Regions from separate parts of the Drosophila melanogaster genome. Here region 1 is linked to region 2. A link is a contact called in public Hi-C data. All regions are on one chromosome and are shown on one strand. Each heading gives the region's core, a stretch centred on a gene start, on an enhancer-like site or on the middle of the called end of the contact. The rest is flanking DNA. Distances are from core to core; before and after follow the strand shown.

What was found. A called contact is a pair of places that touch in the nucleus more often than the background predicts.
Region 1: a contact with region 2 is called in a Hi-C map of the Kc167 cell line, with 3 times the contacts expected there. The contact joins the promoter of CG32772 here to the promoter of CG18273 in region 2.

What each region holds. Positions count from the first base shown.
Region 1 is chrX:4,907,454-4,911,426 of dm6, reverse strand. It overlaps CG32772, which reads right to left and starts at 2,325. Exons shown (of 7, transcript NM_001297941.1): 1 at 2,108-2,325; 2 at 1,630-1,975; 3 at 249-575. The coding sequence starts at 1,668. CG6927 reads right to left here. Exons shown (of 2, transcript NM_131966.2): 2 at 2,606-3,967. The coding sequence ends at 2,820.
Region 2 is chrX:485,761-490,035 of dm6, reverse strand. CG18273 reads left to right here and starts at 2,455. Exons shown (of 6, transcript NM_130487.4): 1 at 2,455-2,571; 2 at 2,633-4,275. The coding sequence starts at 2,556. It overlaps CG3156, which reads right to left and starts at 2,158. Exons shown (of 6, transcript NM_130488.3): 1 at 1,674-2,158; 2 at 1,408-1,614; 3 at 960-1,162; 4 at 612-893; 5 at 1-551. The coding sequence starts at 2,046. It also overlaps asRNA:CR45797.

The DNA.
Region 1 (3,973 bases), core at 1,076-3,575, 4.4 Mb before region 2:
AGGATTAAATTTTAAATTTATTCATAGATATTAATATACATATTCAAGACGTTCATATTTTAGTTGAAAATAAGAACGACCTTCAGTTATTTACTTTATTTATCTCCTTTAGTAAGCCCTTTGCAGCACTGTATTCGCTGCCACTTCTTGCCATGCCTCTCGTAACACTACACGTAGTGCAACCCACTCACTATGCCCTTTGCAACACTCTCCCTGCCTTGGTATCCCAATCCCTGAAATGGACTTACGTCTTCGGAGTCGTCCTGCGACTGTAGGTTCTCGGAAGAACTGGATGATTGCATTTGCTGCTGTTGTTGTTGTTGCTGTTGCGAGTTCTGATGCTGCTGCTGCTGCGGATTCTGATGCTGCTGCTGCTGCGCGATGGCGTCGCTGTCGCTGGAGGAGGCCGTCGACGAGGAGGTGGCCGCCGCTGCTGCAGAGGCGGCAACTGCGGCCGAGGCAGAGGCAGCGACGGCTGCAGCGGCCGCCGCCGACTGATGGAAGTTGGAATTATTTGTCAACTGCTCCGAGCAGCGGACGCACGTGGGTATGCTATAGCCGGGCACCTGGAACAACTGTAGGGCGGGGGAATAGAATAGAACAGAACAGGACACGTGAATTAGAGAGTGCTTCCAATTGGAAAAAAAAAACCAATAATGCTCTTTATTTATTGTGGCAACTCAATCTTATTCCACACATACCCTCCCCCTTCCATGCCAACTAGCCCTTTCTCTTTTCCACCAACTAGAAATAAGAGCCAAGAAGATAAACACACGCACACACACAGGCACGCACACATGGAGAGCGAAAAAGAAAGAAAAGAAACTACAATAACAACAGCACCAGCAGCTCGTTGCTTTGTTGTTGTTGTTTTCATTTCATGTTATTTTTTTTCTTCGGTACAACGTTTTGTTATTCTTTCGCTTTTTGTTTTGCTTTGCCGCCGCTCTGCCAGCGGCGGCGGCAGAGGCGTCGCCTACAAAAAAGGGGTTATTTGGTAATTGTTTAAATAATGAACTAAAAACCAAGCAAAGTTAGATCTGTTTTGTTAGTTTTATAACCGCTTAACTTTAAATTTTTGGGCTTAGATGCCCAATATAGTAAACCCTCTGTCACTAAATTAACGCGCAGCCACTGCGTATTTGGCTGCCTTGGCGCAATTTCTGTCATTTTGTTTTAATATGTATTTCTTTTTGTGCGGTTCATGGGCGGCGGGAGGGGGCTGAAAGAGGGGGGCCTGTTCGGGGGAATAGGTTGAAAAGGAGTCAAAGTGAAAAGCGAGTGGCGAGCGTAAGCAAAATGTAAAAATAATATTTTTTCAAGTTGTCGGCTTGAACAACTTTTCGGGCTGAGTTGGCTAAAAATAAAAATTGTTCAGCAATAGTTTGGGGTCGCATGTGTATGTGTATTTCTTATTTCTGTGTGTGTGCGTTTGTATGTGTGTGGGGAAAGGGGGGCAATGCGCGCGCTTTTGAACCCCGCCCCCTGCGCCAACAACCCGCCCGCACAATAACAGTAGCGCGAATTCAATTGTTTAAACTCCACCAAAAGAAAAAAAATCAATAGAAATAACAAAGTGTATATACCTAAATCACATGTGTGTATATCTTTTTTTTTTTGTTAACATACCGTTGCCGTTTGGAAGCACAATCTACAGATGGTGTCCATTATAACAGTAAATAAGGAATAGGATGGGGAGCAGGAGAAGGAGGATGCACTTTGTTGCTGACTTTTGCCCCCTCTGCGGTCGTTGTTGTTGTTGTTGTCGTCCTTCTCCCTCGCAATTTACCGCTATCTTTACCGGTTAACATTCAGCGCCGTTTTTCTTTTTCGTTTATTATTATTTAGTTCGTTTTTTTTCTATCTTTTTCCTTTTCCTTCCTACTATAAGTTTGTGAACACGATCCAAACGATGTGTGGTTGTATTTGAAACTAACTTTTTGGAGTTTGGTTTGCGTTTGGATTTCGGTGATCGCTATATGGCATATTATGATGGCAAAAACAAAAAAAAAACTATATAAATGATATAGAAATTTGATTTATACGATATTTTCGTGGTACACACACACACGCGCGTTGTTTATGTTTGCCTTGCACTTGCACATACAAGCAAAAATGCGGCGCTGTTGTTGTTGCTGCTTCGAAGTTCTGCTTCTTTTTTTTGCTTAATTCCTTTGCCCTTTTTTTGGCGTAGTTACACGTGAAAAAAAAAACAAACCAGCGCGTTCGAATGCGTTTTTTTTTTGTATTTTACAATTCACGACGAAGTTTTTGTCCGTCGTCTTTTTTCCCTTTTTTTTGGGGCCCGATGTTATTGTTGCGCTGTATGCGTGAGCCGTGTGTGTGTATGTGTGGGGAAAAAACGAATACGATAAGAATACGCGGTATAGTTGTGCTGCTCTAACCCACAGGTTGGCTTGGCCGGTGCTCCTTGGCCTGGCCTATCGATATTTCTATCGATTTCCGTAATCGAAAACGAGGCGGGTAATGGAATCGTTGTTGAAAACAAGTTTTTTAATTTATTATTTATTTAATATTTAATTGCAAGTCCGAAAGATTTATTTTATCATAGGTTATTTTATTTAAATAATTGATGGTGTTTTTTAGGCAGCCATAGAATCATGAACTTTATTTTACAACAGAATAAATATAAAATCATTTTACAGAACAAAGTGAAACAAACATAATACAAAACTTTCACAATAATTAAACAAACTATGCTAAACGATGGGTACAAATAATAAACACTTTAAATTGGATACTTTTCACAATATTAAATCTACTGTGTAATCTAATAATAAAATGAAATGGACCTTTTTTTAAATACAGTAGACAAATGTCCAGAAAAACAGATTAAAGACGAGAAAGGAGAGCGGAAAAACGAATCTGGCTCGACTATCAATCCACATGGCTATTTCCTGGGGCGTTAGCGTGGTCCAGCCACTCAGATCGATCTCCTCCTGGTGCCCCGCGCTCTCCGTTCGGTTATTGTTGGTCAAAGTTTGGCTGCTGCTGGCAGCACTGATCGCTCCAGTGGACTGGGCAGAGCCCATGGATCCAAAGGCACTCTCCACAAAGTTAACATCCATCTTCTGGACGACGCGGCTGGTCCTCTGCTGATCCAGAACTTGGCCCTCCTTAATCGTGGTGATGGGCAAATTGACGGTTAGGTAATTGTTGAAACCGGCACCGCCCAGCGAGCCGGTATCCGCTGTCTTATGCAGAGCCGTGCCCGAAAAGGATCTGGATCTGGCGTGACTGCGTCGTCTGAGCAGATTCGGCGATAGAGTTGACTTCAGGATGTGTTTGCTGTTCAGTTTCTTGACGGGCACACTCTTCTTACGACGCCAAATCGTGTTAACAAAGGCGAACTCCACCATGCTGCCAAATATGAAGATGGTGCAGCCCAGGAACCACACCTCTGACACCTTGATGTAGCTAACCTTTGGCAGAGTCTTTCCCTGTGCCGAGGCCAGGGTAATGAATGTCAGCAGGGTGCTGGTGCCCAGCGTGATGCGCGGCGGCGCCTGATCTGCTTGCAGCCAGAACGATACCCAGGATATGGCCACAATCAGCATGGAGGGTAGAAAGTAGTCCATCAGGTAAAAGCCAACCACTCGCGTCAGGTGAACGGTGAAGCTGAGGGAGCTGTAGTTGCCGGCAAAGGCTCCATGACGCAGGTCACTCAAATCGGCATTGATTACCGTCTCGTTTGACCAGGAACGCTGCAGCACAAACTCGGTGAGATGCAGTGCCCCATCGTAGGTTATCGGACGCTTCTGCTCCCAGTGGAGGACCAGTTCCGACGTATTGTACATCCAACTCTCCAGCACCGTCGAGCAGTGCTGCTCATCGAATGGGAACTTCTTAAGGTTGAGCCAGCAATAGAGTGTCGCCTTGATGCGATTCGAAACGATCACTGTGCCATCGGGCGATATCGAGGTGAGGATGTCCTTCTCCGTGAGACCTACCA
Region 2 (4,275 bases), core at 1,206-3,705:
TCTCGAATGGAGCACGAGAAGAGCACCGGCTCCTGACTGACGGCACCAATGTTATTTCGCAACCACTGTGGATTCACTGTTCGCAAATCTATGCCATCCAAATGCACTGTTCCCCCTTGGGGGTCATATAGTCGGAGCATTAGCAGAGCTATCGTCGTCTTTCCAGATCCTGAACGACCCACTACCGCTGTGGTTGTTCCCGGCATCAAATTTAGCGAAAAGTCGGTGAGGACGGCCGATTCAGGTCTAGTTGGAAACGTAAAGAATACATTCTGGAATCCAACTTCGCCCACCGGCTTCTCCAACGGCACGACACCTTTGTCAATGGGTATAGAACACTCCCTGTCCAGGATCTCCCAAATACGCTCCGAGGCTCCAATGCCTTTGTTCAGTTGGCTATAGAAGTTGGACAACCCATTCATTGAGATGGCCACATAACCGGCGTACAGCATGAAGGCTGTGAGGGCTCCAATCGTCAGCGAGTCTTGTAATACCAAGGTTCCTCCATAATACAGCACTGAAATAATGATGAAGTTGCCACAGAAGCCAGTCTGAAATAAGGGATAACAGATTTTGATGATTTTCCTAAGTACCTTTCCTTTAGGTCTTACCAATCCAAAGAAAATAGCTCTGGCACGTGTCTCTTTGTAGCCAATCTGGAGAGCTTCATCCAGTTTGCCATCGAAGGCAGCTACTTCCTGTTGTTCTCGGCAGAAGGTCTTAACCGTTTTAACATTACCAAATCGCTCCTCCGCAAACTTCATAATCTCGGCGTACTTGTCTAGTTCTACTTTGGTGATCCGCCTTACGTAGCGTCCGTACACGATGGCCATGCCCGCCATCGCGGGAACCACCAAGGCACTCACGGCAGCCAACTGGGGGGAGGTGTAGATCTGCAATGAAAGAACTGGATAAAATAAGGTTTTGGGCAGTGCAAACCACTTTTTGTTATATCATACCATCATGCCTGTGCCGACGCCGATCATGGCTACAGATCGCAGACCATCCGATACGTTCTGGCTCAACGAGGTGCCCACCATTAAGGTATCGTTGCTCAGCCGATTTATTAGTTCTCCAGTGCCCTTGGTATCGAACCAACCCACCTCCTGCATAAGCATAGATCTGTATAGCCGGGATCTTAGACTGCGCACTATTCGGAGAGCTGAAACGAGAAACAGGTAGACATAAGACCTATATGAATTGGTTCTTATAACGTATGCTTTGTATAAAGCGAATAAGTGGTCAAAATAAACGCATTCTACTTCACAGTTCATTAAATCGTAATTGATTAATGTAAAACAATCCAAGATGGTACAGTTCCCAGAAGATGTTCATATCTTATGAGGTCGAACGACTTTCCAGGGCTAGCACAGTGTTAGAGATGTGTGTTTTCTACATCCCACTCACCCGCATTCCCAAACAGATGGACGCGGGCAAAGTTGGCGAATCCGCCCAGCACGAAGATCCCGAAGAGCAGCACCGAGTACTCGCCCAATTTGGCCATGGCTGCGCTATCCATGCCCGATTTATTAAAGACTACATCAATGACCTTGCCCAGGAACAGAGGAACCGACATGGTGATAGCTGAAGAAACTACCAGACAGCCAATGCCCGCTGAGAAATAAAGAACATAAGGATTTGGGAAATTTCAAAATGCGTTGTATGCTAGTAACCTGTCAGCACCCATTTCTCCGATTTAGTCAGGCTGAGCAGGCGGCCGTACTGGGATCTGCCCATTTTGACGGGGGCGGGCACGATTCCGGCTCCAACTGCAGTTGGTAAGTTCGCCTTTGCATTCCTGGCTAACCACTTGCTGCTCTGTGCAAATCCACGTCGCATGCACCACCACGGCATGCGGAGTGTTGGGTGCAGGTGGCTATGGTAACGGTTCGGCGGTGGAAGGCTGTGTTGAAGCGACCGGGCGGTTCGATGGTGGAGGCACCTGCCCAAATGGTGATTATATGATGTGGACAACCTTATTTGGCTGCTTTTCCTGACCCGGAGAGTCGTGCAGAGGTGTGTGAGCCTCGTACAGTTTAACAGCATTGTGATTCTTGTCTCATTCAGAAATGTACAAAAAAAAACAGTGGATTTTTTAAAATGATTCGAATTATAAAATAAACAACACGAATCTGTAACGGTGCTCTGCTTCTTTCTCGGTGGTGGACGATCAGCTGTTCCAGCAGTGTTTTTGACAAATAGCTAAAAATGTCCAAATTTAGCTTGATATGAAGCGAAAACACTACCAAATCTCACCACTTGCCAAATCTGTTGGTATTTTATTACAAAGCCACCGAGGTATTATGGCTACCTATTAACCATATTAATATCCAATTGGGCCAAGAACTCAAAATAGAATGTGTTTCTGTAGCGGCTATAAAATAGCCAGATTTGACGTAGCTACAACAGCTACAAACAGCGCTTACGCATATCGCAAATCGATATCGAAATCGCATCGGTGTATCGATAAATTTTTTGTTTATTCCGCACGTGCCGCAGTAAAATAAATTTCGATTTGAGATTGCATTTTTTTGTACTTCACTGGACGAGGCAACATGGACACAGGCGAGGGTAAGTGCTTTATAATACCGTTCCGATGGACCAGGTCAGTAAGCTCCACGTCCATTTGCAGCGCTGAAGTCCTGGCTGACTGAAACGAACAAGCCGTTCGCGGCACGTGTTGAGTTCGCTCTGAAGGTATGGCAGTCCGTGGAGTTCCCCTACCTCAATAAGTACGAGGTCATCGCCGACTGGCTGGCGAAATCATTGGGTGGGTGCAAGGATTTACCCTTCCAACAACTCAAGGATTTCCTGAGGCTGAGGGCGCAGCCTGGCTGGGTTACTCAGACAACGAAATGCCAGTTGATTCACGCTCTCTACGAGATTGTCTCCCGGGAGGAGAACGCAAACGAGTCGGCACTGGAAGTCCTGCCCATGGTTCTCAGTTCTGAGCTGCTCCAGGATGCCTTGCGGTCCAGCAACAAGCTTCTATTCGAATGCTATGGCAGCCTGTTCAGATGCCATCAAAAGTGCGTCGAACTTCGCAAGGATAACAAGGATCGGACTGAGAGCCAAGACCACTGGGATGCAGAGTTTGTAGTTCCTGTGATCAAGCAGCTGACAGAGATGGTTCGCCGCTCTCAGGAGCCTGAAAAGCTTTTAGAAGAGTACAATTCGAAAACTGTTCGTCCTCTTGTGGAGCTGCATCTGACCTTAAAAACTTCATGCCTAGACGAACTGGCCGAGCTGGAAAAGCAAATCAAGGCGGAGTTTGACATCACACGGATTAAGGACCTTCCGCTGCATGTCAGCCTGATCCTTTTGGAGGCTAGTGTCCTGAATAATCGCTTCCAAACAGCTAACATCAGCACCATCTTACTGTGTATATTTAACACGGAGGCATTATCGCAGTCATCGCTTCAACTGACCGCCCATTTCCTTATGTCACTGCGTAAATACAATGTATCCCTGCAGTTTAAATTGGAAAATCTATCGATCACCGCGTTTGCCTATGTTTCTGATCAGCTGCTGCGTTTGGTGCGCGAGTACAAGAAGTCCAACTTAAAAGAGGTTTTAATACTTCTCTGTTCTGCGTTGCGGTATAATCCTCTCCTGCTGGAGCAGAGTGTTTACCAGATAACCGTTTGGATGCTCACGACTCCCAAGGAGAATGCCCAAGTGGAGGAGCTGTATTCGGAGTACCTTATTCTACTGCTGGACATGTTTCGCCGTCTTAGTCGCGCAGAGCGGTTCATCATCAATCTCCTCAAGGTCCTAGGAGCATGGTTGGGAAAGTACACTTTGGATGTTCCCCCTAATGAAGCTAAGAAGCGACGCATCCAGGACTCTAAAATTATTGAAGCTGAAGGCCATCAGTTGGAGGAGCGCTTTCTAGGCATAATTTTTAATAGAACCCCTTTAGCCACAGCTCCTTCGGCCAATGACGCTTTCAAGCAGCTGTGCCAAACGTGGCCAAGCCACTCAGCCGGTGTGGCTTTCACTCGTTTAATTAGCAACCTGATGAGCAAACCATCTCTGGTGATTTGGAAAAGTCTGTTGCATTCCTTCGCGGAGCTGCTTGAGGAGGATCAGCCGAAAGAAGTGCTGCCCGAAAACCTGGACTTTGCTCGGGAACTGCATGCTGCGCTCCTTTGCCAATACTTAAACGGCACTCGACTGGCTGAGCAAGTGCAACTTTATCAGCTGCAAGTGGAGCAACAACTACAGCACACTTGCCAGGTCCTGGAGCAGTTCGGACGGCTTTTACTACGCCAA